Linked DNA regions of Mus musculus: regions 2 and 3 are each linked to region 1. Evidence: chromatin contacts called from public promoter capture Hi-C data. All regions are on one chromosome and are shown on one strand. Each heading gives the region's core, a stretch centred on a gene start, on an enhancer-like site or on the middle of the called end of the contact. The rest is flanking DNA. Distances are from core to core; before and after follow the strand shown. Region 1 overlaps Rftn1 (raftlin lipid raft linker 1). Region 2 has its middle 65 kb from the start of Gm52302. Region 3 overlaps Rftn1 (raftlin lipid raft linker 1).

The links. Capture Hi-C pulls out chosen DNA fragments and counts their contacts.
Region 2: a contact with region 1 is called in a promoter capture Hi-C map of adipose tissue, with 2.5 times the contacts expected there. The contact joins two enhancer-like sites. A contact is called at or near these places in 1 of 39 promoter capture datasets (the C10 cell line), 2 of 15 datasets of contacts at CTCF or cohesin (CD8 T cells and large pre-B cells), 14 of 484 Hi-C or Micro-C datasets (the 63-12 cell line, 8-cell embryo, B cells and 9 more), 2 of 115 datasets of contacts at active chromatin or transcription factors (CD8 T cells and bone marrow-derived dendritic cells) and 3 of 9 other capture datasets (adipose tissue, liver and pancreatic islet).
Region 3: a contact with region 1 is called in a promoter capture Hi-C map of adipose tissue. The contact joins two enhancer-like sites. A contact is called at or near these places in 1 of 15 datasets of contacts at CTCF or cohesin (CD8 T cells), 10 of 484 Hi-C or Micro-C datasets (B cells, CD4 T cells, Th1 cells and 5 more), 7 of 115 datasets of contacts at active chromatin or transcription factors (CD8 T cells, cardiomyocytes, double positive thymocytes and 4 more) and 2 of 9 other capture datasets (adipose tissue and liver).

What each region holds. Positions count from the first base shown.
Region 1 is chr17:50,089,733-50,094,598 of GRCm38.p6, reverse strand. The region is part of intron 3 of Rftn1 (raftlin lipid raft linker 1); the gene reads left to right. Among named protein-coding and RNA genes, the nearest start is that of Gm52302, 58 kb to the right of the region's middle. Within about 2 kb of position 2,503, at least 28 of the 459 cell types and tissues checked have an H3K27ac peak or open chromatin away from gene starts, as enhancers often do. A contact at or near this core is called in adipose tissue, where this site is marked.
Region 2 is chr17:49,966,782-49,971,647 of GRCm38.p6, reverse strand. No RefSeq gene overlaps it. Among named protein-coding and RNA genes, the nearest start is that of Gm52302, 65 kb to the left of the region's middle. Within about 2 kb of position 3,022, at least 40 of the 459 cell types and tissues checked have an H3K27ac peak or open chromatin away from gene starts, as enhancers often do. A contact at or near this core is called in adipose tissue, where this site is marked.
Region 3 is chr17:50,167,376-50,172,241 of GRCm38.p6, reverse strand. Rftn1 (raftlin lipid raft linker 1) reads left to right here. Exons shown (of 10, transcript NM_181397.2): 2 at 3,083-3,239. The coding sequence starts at 3,095. Among named protein-coding and RNA genes, the nearest start is that of Rftn1, 21 kb to the left of the region's middle. Within about 2 kb of position 1,886, at least 53 of the 459 cell types and tissues checked have an H3K27ac peak or open chromatin away from gene starts, as enhancers often do. A contact at or near this core is called in adipose tissue, where this site is marked.

The DNA of each region.
Region 1 (4,866 bases), core at 1,254-3,753:
TATGCATTATTAGGAACATTCTTTCTTTTCACTTTCTGTGTGTCTTTCGTGAGAGGCTGCAGGAGTCCGAGAGAGAGAGCAGGCCTCTTCCTATGGCTGTTCCCCATGGTTTCCTCTGGTTTTTTCTGTATCCCAGAGGGTTGAGAGAAAGGATCTTCATTTACCTTTGTGGCCTTTCGAGGCAAACAACAAAGGCCTTGAACTAGTTGTGAGTTGTTAGGTGGTTTGTCTAGCAAAGAGGCAGCCCTGACTGTAAGCTCTGAGACAGGATGTGGCAAGATTTTCTCTAAAGTCGCGGTGTAGTATGTTGATGCTAAGCTGTAACAGACACTCACTTGGCAGCACACAGCTCCTTGAGAGTGTGTGGCGACAGTGTCATCATATCCAGAATGTTCCTATAGATACCCAACCTTTATGACAGAAGTAAGTATCTGCTGGGGGCAGGGGCCAGGGACATCAGAAGGGGCAGTAACTTGGCTGGCACATTTTCCATCCCGCTTCCTCCTGGGCTCCCCTGGTGCTCCTATAGCTGCAGTCATTAAAGATCCATGGCGCTCGCTCTCGTGTTCTCTCTCTCTCTCTCTCTCTCTCTCTCTCTCTCTCTCTCTCTCTCTCTCTCTCTCTCTCCATTCTTTTCCCTCTCAAGCATTTTTAAACCTTCAGCGTAGTGTTAGGGGAACTTTGAACTCCATTGCTCTCATTTCATAATCCTCTTTTTCCTGATTATTCCAGAATTATCTTAGTAACAGCTTGATTTATTATCCTCCCTCAAGCCACCAAAGACAGGGTGAAGAAGTGCCTAAGATGTCTCTCTTACTAACTACTCTCTCCTTGGAAATCTTTCCATTCTTCCTGCATCACACTGTGCCACCAGCTTAATCTGGTGCCATCTTGCACTTCCTATTGGGATGAGGGGAAACTCCATTTGTTCCCTATCCACTGCTTTAGGCGTCAGTGGCAGCCCTCCCCAGGGTCATTCTATCAGTGAGTTAATCTATGCATCTGCTACCCACTACTGGCATAGCTACGTAACAAGTTCGCCTGTGCTCATGGCTCTTTGCCAGACAGATTTGTATTTTATCTTGTTCCAACTGTTTGTTTTCTAGCCAGAACTTTGCCAATCTCTATCCTCTATGGCCCTATGACTAATCTCCAAACAGTCTTAAAGACACTGCTCTTCTGCTCCTTGATTTAAGGAGTAAGTAATTCCTGATCCTAGACAATAGAAATAATCCTCACACTTCTGATCGAATACAGATTGTTTTATTAATTATTTTATTATTAATATTTGTATTCTTTATTAACGTGTGTGTGCACATGTGCATGAGTGTGAGCCTGCCTGTGCCCATTTGTATACGGAGTACAGAGAGACCAGAGGCATTGGATAATCCCTGGGCGCTGGAGTTGGGTGCTGGGAATTGAACCCAAGTTTTCTCCCAGAGCAGCAAATGTTCTGCTGTCTCCTAAGCCATCTCTCCAGCCCTTGCGTTGTCCTTTTCTTAAGGGCGGTATCTGACTTGATGCCACCAACCCCAACTGGCTTACTCTTCACTGCTCACTTAGCCTGCGTCTTATATAACCCAGGCCCACATGACCAGGGATGACGCTGCCCGCAGTGGGCTGGGCATTCATTCCCACATCAGTCATTAATTAAGAAAATGTCCTGGCAGAGCTGCCTACAAGCCAATTTTTCGTTTGTTTGTTTCAATTGAGATTCTCTCCTTTCAGATTTTAGCTTGTGTCAAGTTGACGAAAGATAACCAGCACAGATCTATTACTGGCTCATTTCTTTCTCTACTATTTAAAAAAAATAGCTAATCTGACCTTGCTAATTTAACCTGGTGTTTTGGAGGAAGAGAGAGAAGAAAGGATTGGCTGGAATGGATGGGTGTTAACCTCTCTTCCTGTTTCCCAGGGATAAAGCATTTGTTTTAGACAACTGACATTTACTAAGTAACTTTTTATCTGACTGGGGAAGTGCTCCAGTCTAAGTTGTTTCTTGTTTCTGCTTCTCGTGATTATTTCTAAATAGAGAAAAGATGACTCTGCTGGCAAGCTACACAACCTCTTGTTCTTTTTATGGCTGAAATGTAAGCTTTGCCTGCTGGCTTAGGAAAGAGGGAATAATTTAGATTTATCTTTGAAATGACGTAGGTCGTGACATCTAAGATTATCGACGTGAGATCTGTTACATGTTTATTACTTAAAAGTCGTGAGTATCATAGCTCTCTGCCATGTGTTTATTACTTAAAGGAAGAGCTGATCATTTTTAAAGATTTTTTTTTTCAGTAGCTTTAGATTAGATTTGCCCTCCAAAGGCCCAAATGAGCTCAGCTTACAAGTTATGCTCATTTTGTAAGAAGAATTCAGGGCTTCTGGTATTTTCCCTTGCAATCACTTCAAATATTTATTGCAACACGTAGTAACAGGATTTACTTAGAAATGGATATATTTAGTGGCTTGAAGAGGGCAATTCCCAAACTATGAGGATGCCTTTGGAGTGGCTGAAGTCAGACACCCTCTACTCTCCAGTGCCAAGCACATGAGAGGCCCGTGCAGGGACAGACCAGAGAGCTCCCTTCAGTTTTCCCGAGGTTGCTTCTAGGAGACAATCCAGAAGCCTATTTGCCTCTAAAGGACCCCAGGCATCTTGAACCAATCCCGTGTCGTATCTTGACAGTCTGTCAATTTAGCAGAATACTCAGATATCAAAGGCACACAAAGACCTTCAGCCCTGTGCCGTTGAACTAGGATTTGGAAGAATATGCAAATTAGAGTGAGGATGCTGAGTGAAGTTCGTGCAAGCAATTGACAGAGTGGCTTCTCCCAACCTCAACAACACGCTGCCTTAATGGACTTCCACAAGATGGTCCCTTCAGATAGTTCCTTTTTGTAGATTTACTGTAATCTCTTCCTTGCTTCCCTTGGTTCCTAGAATGGTGTTTTGGGAATACTGGAAGATCTCAGCTGGTCTCAGGCTTTAAATACCACATGGATGCTGATGCTGTAAATCTCCAGCCACCTGACTTGGAGAGTGTGTGTATCCTTCCTTCTCTCTCCCCCTCTCTCCCTCTCTCCCTTCTTCCTTTCCTCCTTCCCTTCCTCCATCCCTCCCTCCCTCCATTCCTTCCTTCCTAACACAGAGTCTTGTGTAGTTCAGGCTGGCCTTGAACTTGTGCTACAGTTGAGTATGGCCTTGAACATTTGGTTTTCCTGACTCCACCTCCTGAGTCCTGGGATTATAGGTGTGCACCACCATGCCTGGTTCACTCAGCAGTTAGGATTAAACCCAGGACTTTACAAACACTAGACAAGTAGTCTGCAAATTGAGTCGCAGTCCTAGCTTCAGACTTGAATGTATTTTCAACGGTCTGGCAGACATTTCTACGTGGATGTCATCTGGATATGTCACATTTATCACTGATGGAATCGAATTGTCCATCTTCTTCCCCTGCCAAGCCTGGGCCAACCAAACACCCCACACCCCCATTGTGATTCATCCCTCTAACTGCAAAGGCAACAATCCATTGGAGTCATCTCATCTGCTTTCAACCAGCCCCTTGGGTATTATAAAGATGCCACCGTGAAAGCAGTCAGAGGCCATTGCTTTTCGCCATTACCAAACTGCTTGGAAAGCTAGCATGTACTGACTGGACCACTCAAGCTGGAAGGCGAGGATCCTTTTAAAACTATCAAGCCATGTTACATCTGTGCCCTTCCCTGTTCTTCTGACTAAAGGCTCTGTTTTCTCTGTGTCCTGGGAGGTGTGTATAACCCTGTCCCTGTGGGCTTTTTAATAGACAGTAGTCACCACAGTCCTACCCACCAGGAGAGCAACTGAAGCCCAGGAAGTTTGAGGAAACTGTCTCAAGGCTTAGGGTAGATGTGACACCTTTCTAGCTAGCTCCGGATCCTTCGCCTTCTGAACTACAAGACCGCTTATGAAGTTTGGGCCTGGAAGACAATAAATGCATGTCACAGTGTGTCCCTGAGCTTCTCCAGGCTTCCATGTATGTGGTATTAATTTTCAAACAGGACAACCTAGGAGGCTATGTCAGTCCCATGTCCCCACAAGGATCACATTGTGACCCTCTGTCTTCCTTATGTTTGAATCCATATCTCTCTGTCCATTCTAGAAGTCCAGACATCTGAGCTCCAGGCTAGGGGGAAGTAGGTGTTTCCCGTGTCCTTTTCTAAGACCACATGGCCTTTTGAGAGTGTGTATGGCCTTTTCCTCGGGAAAACATCCCACAGGGTGACAACAGGAGACTCTGGTCACTGCTTATTGCTTAGAAGCTGGCTGTACTGAATACCTGTCCCCTTACACTGTGATTTCCCTCAGAGACCAGACCCTGGCTCCTGGAGGCTCCTACTCAGAGCCACTTCTTTCTCCCAGGGTGGTTTCCAGGGACACAGCATACTGGTTACCATCCTAGGCTATGCTTGATCAGCCAGCCTTACCAGGCCTGTCCTACAAGAGGGCATTGTTGAACAGAATGCCCCCATGTCTTCCTCCTTAGGGCCTGAAATAGTTGTGTTCTGTGATGTTATGTCACACCGAGCGGCTTACAGCAGGGCGTACTTGCTGTCTAAAATTCTGTGGTATTTCTGCTGTGCTGGCAGTTTTAACTAATGCCACGACCTAAAGTCTCCTGAGAAGAGATCCTCAGTTGAGCAATTACCTAGGTCGGGTTCTTGATCTTTAAACTGATGTAGAAGGAGCCTCTTGTGCTTGGCACCAGTCCTTGGGCAGGTGCTCCTGAACACTGGGAGAGGAGAAGGTAGCCTAGGGCACCTGTGTGAGTAGCCTGCTTGCATTCATTTCTGTGCTCGTGACCGTGGATGTGATGCGACTAGGGGCATAGC
Region 2 (4,866 bases), core at 1,773-4,272, 120 kb after region 1:
GGTATTTGAACTAATAAATCCAGAAAAGCCTGCAGGACCTGTACTTTTATGTTTGCAACAACAACAACAAAAAAAAATCCAGGAGAGAGAGAGAGAGAGAGAGAGAGAGAGAGAGAGAGAGAGAGACTCTCTCCTCCTCTTTGCCTCTGCTACCCTCTTAACTCCACTCCCCATGCCCTGAATAAATTCTATTCTATACAAAAAAAAAAAAAAGTCTGTTGAGCAAATGATACCAAAGAAACTGGCCATTTGCTGAGTTCCAGCCTCAGCTTGAGAGAGGGTCCTAAGAAGGGGGTGTTTGGGAGCAGCAGTAGAATTACTTGCAGTCAGTGATGGATGCAAGCTGACAGCTCTGTGATCTGCTTGAGAGATAGCTTTCTCATGCAGACTAAAGCCCAGTCATTTATTTGCATAAGCTACTTCCTTAGACATTGCCTATCAGTTTAATCATTTACCTCAGGTTCCCTTTTGACTATTCCACAAATCAGCATTTTGTGACCCTTAACTCTTAGAAATAGAAACTGAAATACTGAGCACTTTCAAGGCATATATATATATATATATATATATACATATAGTAGTATATATATTGCAATATATATTTATATATACTGCAATTTTATGAGCTCTTGTTTGTGCTGATGCAAGCAGCATTGAAGCTCATTTTTATTATTCTTAACCACTTCAATATATTCTTTTAATCTTTGGATCATTTCTTTTTTAATCTCAGTAACTCCAAGGCTTATTATGGAAAAGTATTAAGTGATCCCAGAAAGTAGGAATATCATTAAACCATCACCTTTTTTCTGGATACCAAAGCTTTGTCCATTCCCAACCTCTGTTTGGATCACAAATATAACTACCTCCTTTAGGGAGTAGAGTATATGGATCAAATTTAGTTGTTGACGGCTTCCATGGATGAGATCACCATTTTCCCACTAATTATATAGCCATCTATCTGAGCCTTATTTTTTAACTCTTCCTTTTCTCTTTTATGATTCAGGTTTTCCCCTCTATTGCCCAAATCATCTCTTTTCTTAATATCTTTCTGACAGAGCTGACTCATTAGTGTAGCTGCCTCCTGTTCTTTCAGGTCTGTGAAGACCCTCATACAATTCATATTGCATCCTTATATTTTGCAGAGTTGTTAAATCCTGTAAAGAACAGTTCTCACACTGATTCATGTATTCTTGAACTCATGTTTTCAGAGTTATTTCCCACAGCCTTAAGGGCTGTCCTGAAGGTCACAGCACCATCATTTTGCTGAGGATCCCCAGAAACATTCTTGCTTCCTGGAATCACACTGTTTGTGATTATTATGGAGCCATTAACCTTGGTAGGGAGAACATTCTCAAAAAAGAGGAACATGAAGTAAATCATGTGCTTTATTATGCAAACAAGCCTTATGACTAGATTACCTATCAGCACTCAAGGAGACCCACATCATGCTGTCTCTGCCCCAGGGGTGGGAACTGTATCACATCATCACTTCGGCGGTCATGCCAAATCCGGCAGGCACCCACACAAAAAACAATACATGTGGACCCTTCCTTCACATTCTGTATAAAAGTTAAGTAAAAATGGATCACCCATGTTGACATTTGGCCTCCACAAACGTGCTCTCGTGTACAGCACATAGGCAAACACATACAAACAGTCCCCAAAACATGAGCATCAATTGATGATCACAGCAGCTCAAAAGTAAAACTAAATATCTATATGGACAAACAAAAATATAGTGTATCCATACAGTGCAATAAAGAAATGATACATGCTGCAACCCTGAAAACACTGGAGTCATCTTAAGTTAAAGAAACCACAACGATGGCATATACTTCATGACTTTATTTATATGAAATATTCAAAATGGACAAAACTTTAAAGGTATAAAAAGGAGGATGGAAAATGGATGGTAACCTACAGGGGTTCTTTGTGGGATGATGAACCTGTCATAGAGTTGGACTATGCTGTTGCTGAGATATAGCTCAGTTGATAGAGTGCTTGCCCAGAAAACATGAAACCCTGGGTTTCATCCCTTGCACTGCATGTAACCAGCTGTGGAGGCATAGCCTATGCTTCTAGCAACTGGAAAGGTAGATCCCCAGGTAGCAGGAGTTCAAGGTCATTATAATGAATATATATGCATATATATAATATGAATAATATATACTAATGTAATTATATATTAATTATTTAATATAATATAAGCTATATCTTATATTTACATTTGCATTTATATAAACAAAAATTTATATAAATATGCAATTATAACTTTTAATTATAGTAATTAAAATATATTTATAATAATTATTATGATATACTATAACAAATTATGTTAAAATGTTATATATAATTATAATAATATTATACATAGTATATTTAATATAATAATAATAAGCAATAATAATTTAAATCCTCTGAGATAGAAAATGCTCCTTGACTCTTTTCCATGAAATCTTTAGCTTGTCTTTCATTTTAAATTAAATAAGGTAAAAAAAAAATATATATATATATAGGCTGTAGTTCAACTACATTAACATAGTTGTTGTATGCTATCAGTGAGGAGGTTCACAGAGTCTCCACTATTTCCATGTGTAGCTATTTCTGCTGCTTCATCTCCTTAGCTGCAGTGCCCTCTGCTGCTTAATGCTGATAGAGATCTTCTGCTTCTGGAGAGCCACCTTCAGAAAAAAACCGAGGCACAGAAAAATTCATGAATTAAAAGCACCATGTTAATTTAAGAAAACATTCATAACTCACACATCTTGAAAAATACCTATCCAGGAAAGAACTGATCTTAAACACACAACTTCATAGCATCCTTTGCAGGATTAGCACTCTGGAGGCTACTGTGTACATTCCAGACTGAGGGGCTAGGTGTGTAGTACAACAACGTATCCCTGTCCGTCATTAACATACCAGGGACCAGTCCAGCGATGCAGCACCAGTGCCCAGCACATAGTGGACCAGCAGTGATGCCACACTCTGTGTCCTGATCTCTCATCCTGCTCTAATGTGCAAAGGCCACAGGAAGCACCTGCCTACTGTGGGCAGTGCCGTTGAGCTTGTGGGAGACACACCCTACTTCCTGCCCTCAATAATCTCGTCCAGTCAGGGCGAACGTTATCAATGAAATTAAAGTCTATGTTAAAATCTCCTCGGAGTAGGGAGATGGGCAAAGGAAACAGCCAATCCTACCAGAAGTGGAGCTTAAAACTGGGCTTGAACGGATGGATCATGGGGTGGGGGAGGAAGTCTGAGTGAAGAGCCAGGGAACTCAGCGCTGCTTAGGTGTGATCAAGGGAAAGGGCCCCAGTTCATGGTTGTGGATGTCGGACACTGTGGACAAGGGCAGGGGTGATTATTCTCTTTCCATATCGCTCTTAGGCTTCTCTTCAGACAGTGGAGCATTGTACATGTTCACTCACCACTCAAACGCTGGCTGCTGCCCTTCCAAGCAACAGCTTCGTAAGCCCATATATGCATCTGAGCCGGAGCCGGAGCCAGAGCCGGAGCTGGAGCCACGCCCAAAGCCATGAAGCCTCCTTGCCCACAACAATGGAACCACCACGGGAGACAGGCAGGAGTGCCACACCAGAATATAGCAGCCACACAGACATGTCGCTAGCGTGCCCTTCTCACTCTCAAGGAAGAAGGAGGAATTCTGAAAAGGCCAAAAGCAGGCCTTACCAAGAAGCTAGTTGATAATCAGTGGGTCTCTGGCTGAGAATAGCCTGGGAACTTAACCTTGGTCACAGGAGAAGTAGTAGGGAAGTGACTAAGATTGCTTCTGGGTGGCTCCTATACAGAAGCATGTCACACCCGGGGCACATCTCTAACCTATGCTGAAGGATTCTTTTGGGGGGTTGGTGGTAAGAGGCCCACCTGTGTCCATTGTAATTCATACATGTACTTAGAGTTGGGTCCCAGAGTCTGGCGAGTGTGAGAGGGTGTACCAGCCAAGACTCCACAGTTGTGTGGCCTTGGCTGAGCACAGCGGTGATGCCTGTCTTTCCTTGCACCAGCTCTTCATCCCCAGTCCTGAATACTTTCTGCCAGCAATCATAGTCAACCTCTTTAATGCCTCAAGTGCCATTGCCAAGCTGGAGACCTGAGAGACCTAGAACACAGAGCCACCCTGACAAAGAATGGAAAAGAATGTGGCGACCTAACTAAACGGCTACTCTGTAACCCATAAGGCTAGATGTTGGCATGAACCCACAGCCCACAGCCTAGAGTAAGTCAGTGGTAAGGGTGCAGTCATTCGAGGGAAGAGCCCAGCGTCAGGGGTAAGTGCAGACTCACACTGCTCACCCGAGAAAGGGGCACGCTGTGATGCCTGCCGCCCACGTCTGTCAGGAGCATAGTAAGGCAGCCTTAAACCACTCACTGGGCTGGGGGAGATCACTCCAGCTCTGAATGCTTTTATTTTGACATTTACTGTTGCGCCTCTCATTTCTAATTGTGCTCACAGGTCACTGCAGCCTGCAAGAGATTAGCACTTGTGGACCACAGTGGTGTCAGCATTAAAACCAACACCCAGGCCTTTTAGATCCAGGAGACTGATAGTTCACCTCTGGGATGAACTCAAGTGTAAGGCACAGAGACAGAACTATGACAGGATAAATCCTCACGGAAGAGAAATATGGAAGGCATCACTACAATAGAAGTCTCTATTTTCCAAAGCAATCATTACTCAACCATCTTTTGAAGAGTAAAGATGTTGCCCACCCCTGAAACTCCAAATGCGTTTAATATGGATCCCTGAACATGTGCAAGGATTGTACTAAATTGCTTTCACAAACGCAAATTATTGCAATCAGCATCTTGTTTTCTAGTTCTAAATTCAAAGGCAAACTATTAACA
Region 3 (4,866 bases), core at 637-3,136, 78 kb before region 1:
AAATGGAGCCTGGAGAGATGGCTCAGCACTGAAGAGCACTTGCTGCTCTTGCAGAGGACCCAGGTTGGTTTGGGTCTCAGCATGCACGTGGCAACTTACAACTGCTTGTAATCCTGTTTTCAGAGAGTCTCACCCCCTCTCTGGCCTCCATGGGCTCCAGCCATGCACACAGTGCACAGACATACATGTAAGCAAATACACACACACACACACACACACACACACACAATTTAAAGTAAGTAAATACTTAAAGAAAACAGAAGAGTTACATCCAATCTTGAACAGCTCTGTATGCTCACCAGCACTTGGCACCGACTCAGAATCCCTTATTCTTGGAGATCTAATCAGTTCAGATTTCAGAATCTTGAATTGGGGGAATCTTAACATAGACTTTCCCAGCTGAGTTCCTCTTGTGAAATTCCAAACTCCTAAATGCTCTGAGACCCACCATTTCCCCACATCATCTCTCAAAAGGTTTCAGGCTTTGAATATTCCAAGTAGGGTGCCTGACCCATACAAAGGGCTGTTCTGTCTTTCTCCCTGCGACCCTTCTGCCATTTGCCTGGCGAGCAATACACTAGATGACGTCCTTGGTCATCTGTGTGTGTCCACACTGTACCATGCTTGCTGGGGCTGTCTCAAGAAGGCTGCTGGGTAGTTTCTCTTTTCCTGGCTGATCTGGGGGACGGGGAGGGGATAAGGTCTGCAGAGCACAGTGGTGTGAGAAATGAGTCCTGTTAGCTGGAGAGAGAGCGAGAGAGAGAGAGCGAGAGCGAGAGAGAGAGAGAGAGAGAGAGAGAGAGAGAGAGTGAGAGCAGCATTTCCTCCCAGCTCTGCTTTGGTAAGCGTTAGCTCTGTTCAGTGAGAGTTGGAGCTGGCTGGCCAGCACACTGTACAAGCATTCCACAGGTAGCTCACCCAGCCTCAGGATCTCTTCATCCACAGACAGGTTTCGTGGTCATCTCTGCTTCTCAGGGCCCTGGCTGTCTTTACATCTTTTTCTCCTGCTTGGGAAACCTCCTCTCCACACTTCTCTGCCTGTGCCTCTAGGGCAGTCATGACCAGTTGGAATCTCACCCTCTTGGTTTCTTTTCCCCTACTGATGCAGCAGTGTGACCCTCAGTTGTGAAGGTGACTCACAGCGGTTAAGTAGGGGCTTAGGTCCAGCCTCTCCTTTCCTCCCTTCCCCTTCCCCTCTTCTCTCCTTTCCTCCCCTCCCCTTCCCCTCTCCTCCCCTCCCCTTTCCCTCCCCTTCCCCTCTCCTCCCCTCCCCTTCCCCTCTCCTCTCCTCTCCTCCCCTCCCCCCTCCTCTCCTCACCACAGCTAGCATAGGACTTCATTCCTCAGAGGACAGGGCACCCTCTTTACAGCTCATAAAGGCATTCTGGGCGAGTGGTGGCTTTGGCTTCTGACCTATGAGGCCAAGGATGACAGATGTCACAGCCTGCCCTTCCTTTTCTCCCTCATCCTTTACTCTTGCAGGGTCCCCAACATCTCCACATGCCCAAATCTGTATAGCAGAGCTCACCTCGGCTCCTCCAAGCTCCTGCCAGCCTTGTGCTGTGCTCACAGACTCCTTCCTTTCCCTCCGGGCTCAACTCTTAGAAACTGTCAGGAATGAAGGACATTTCTGGACTCTTTGCACCAAGAGCCTCAGGTCCATTGCTTTCTGCTCCCCACTTACACACGGCAGCAGCTTGCTTTGCATGGCTCCTTCAGTAGCCGATGCACACATCAGCTGTTGTGTCTGAAGAATGACCCAGTAGTTTTCAAGTTATCAGTTCACACAGACTGCACATACATCATATGTGCTCCAGCTCTTGGACACTAATGTCCCCTTATTAAGGCATAAGTCAGGCTTCCGGTTGCTATCCATTCTCTCTGCCTTTTTTAATTACTGCAAAGCAGAGGCAGGTCGTGGTTGTGCCTACCTCACCCCTTCCTGCTCCCTCCCATGCCGTTACTAGCTTTTTTTTGAAGTTCAGTTTGTTTTTCTGAAACTTGCCAAATGGCTTTAGGAAGCTGGGAACCCTATGAATGGATCAGCGGAGGAAATCCTTGTCTTTAGAGGAAGCAGTCCCTGCACTTTTGTGTGTGCGCATGTGTGTGTGTGTGTGTGTGTGTGTGTGGTGTGTTGTATTTTAGAGAAGCATTTCCATGGCAGGGCAGTGTGCCAGAGAGGAGGAACACTTCATGCCCAGGGTGCAAAGGGGATCCCCCCCTCCCATAGTAAGACACGTTGTGAATTACACGTCATTCTATGCAAATACATGGGAAACCTTCACTGGTGTCAATCAAAGACTGAGAGAATCTTGCTCTCCGTTTATTGTTTTCCCATTTCTCTGTCTCCTTGGCAAGCTGAGGCCACTGATCTTCCAACACGGGTAGGTACGGCTTGAGGTCTCTCTGGCCCTGTTAGGCTCCGTCGATTTCATTTTAGCTGGAAAAGACTTGAAGTGTGTGTGCACACGTGTGTGTGTGTGTGTGTGTGTGTGTGTGTGTGTGTGTGTGTAGTTATTTCCTGCCATTTGGCCTGAATAAAAAGGAAGACGAGAAGGGGGCATCTACTTTTGAGATGTTTGAATATCAATTCCTGTCTAAATAATTATTGTTGAGGGAGAAAGGATGCCAGAGTTTAGAGACTATAACAACAACTTATTATTCTCCCTTAGCAACCATGTGGAAGGTGACATGTGTCTTGTATTTCTGCAGATGGGCTGACAGCATAATGCACAGTATTGCTTTTTAGGCCCTATTTTTTTTAAATCACGTATACAGATGATAGTGCAGGAAGCTACTCAGAGGTATTATTTTCCTTAGATGGAGGAGAAAAGATACAAAGCAGGGACATTTTGGGGGTCACCAAGCTATTCCAGGGTGTCTTGTAATGCGTACTCATGAGACAAGGTGGCCCGGTCCCTCGTATTCTGGCTGTATTAAATCACGCCTGTGATTTCGCAGGCACCTAGGTCTTTGATGTATCCCTCCAGTAAATTGGAGGGGGGGGGGTCTTTTGTGCTGTGGTGTTTCAAAATTAATGACAAAACAACTCTATCTGCCCTTGGTTCTTTCCACGTTGTAGACAGCTGTCAAGATGGGTTGCAGTTTGAACAAGCTGGAGAAACGTGAAGAAAAGCGGCCTGGGAACATTTATTCAACTCTGAAGAGACCTCAGGTGGAGACCAAAGTAGATGTGACCTATGAGTACTGCTTTCTAGAGTTCACCACACTGACTGCCGGTGAGTACAAGGTCCTGGGAGGGTGTCTGGGTGGAACACAGTGTAGGATGGGGCCTATCCCACAGTCTAAGAGAGAGGACAGTCTAGAAAGTTAGCCCTCTGCCAGAGAATGGCTGGCTAAAATAGCAACACCTGAGTGATACGGCCCATAACAGTTACCTGAGCATTCAGGGGGCTGAGCCTGAAGGATAGAGAGTGTCAGGCCAGCCTGGATGACATGAGCGCAAAGAAATCAACCAGTCAGTCAGTCAGGCAGGCAATTACAAAGTAAGGCTCTGAGTCTGTGGGGCTTAGAATATGCTTGGCCCAGGGAGTGGCACTATTAGGAGGTGTGGCCTTGTTGGAGGAAGTATGTCACTGTGAGGGTAGGTGTTGAGACTTTCCTTCTAGCTACTTGGAAGACAACCTCTCCTGGCTGCAGTCAGATCAAGATGTTGAGCGCTCAGCTCCTCCTTCTGCACCATGTCTGCCTGGACGCTGCCTTGCTTGTCTTAGTTTTGGGTTTTAATGCCATGATGATAATGGACTGAACCCCTGGAACTGTAAGCCAGCCCTAGTGAAATGTCCTTTATAAGAGTTGCCTTGGTCATGGTGTCTATTCACAGCAATAAAACCCTAACTAGCAATCCATATGGATGGACTGAATTCAGCCTGTGGACCAGGTATTTTGTAGACTCTCTGTTAGCCAACCCTGTAAAAGAAAATGTCCTCTATGTTAATTGGTCTGTCCCCTATCTCCCAAGTTCATTGGCCATCATTTCCCTCTTGTTATTCTGGTTAAGCTTTGCCTCATCTGACAGATGGGGTCTGGAGTCATCTCCCACAATCAGTGCCTATGTCCGAGGGGACAGGATGTGGCCCTGGGATGACAGGTAAAGGATGCTCAAGTTACCATGGCAGAGAATGTCCTGAGATACTTAGCGTCCTGAGCACCAAAACCAAACCCGGTGTCTTCTGTGCCAGATTGCTTCCTTCTCATTGTCAGCCTGTCCAAACTAACATCGGGGTTTTCATTTTGAGGGTTCAGGTTTGCAGTGCTCACACACCCATATATTGTATACTTGGTTCCTACATGATGGGCACTATGTTAGGAGGTGGTGGAGAAGCAGGAAGTGGGATCTGACTGGAAAGAGTGGTCAATGGGAGCATTGCCTCTAAAGGCCACACCTGGTCCCATTCCCTGCTGGAGACCTGGCCACCATGACACCAGCAGCCTCTGCTCTTTATCTGTGTAGAAAGATCTGCGGGAAGTGCCTGGATAGCTAAGACACTGAAGCTGTGGGATGCTTTTCTTTTTTGTGGTTTTTGCACCTTGATTGTGTTTCTTTAATAACTAGGAGAGGCGTTGCTCACACTTCTAATCCCATCAGTGGAAGAGCTAAGAGTTTGAAACCCACTTTCATTACATGGTGTCTGTTGTCCGCCGTGAGAAAGTGGAGAATACAACAGCAACTCATGAAACAACAAACTCCTTTATTATTCACACCGCAGAGCACAGCTGCTGATTGATCAGGGCCGCCACATAAGGACCTGGGAGACTTGTTTCTTCTGGCAGCCCTGTACAGGGCTGGAAGATGGCTTATAAGCGTAAAACCCTTAAGGATCTGAGCCAAGTTACGGTTATAAT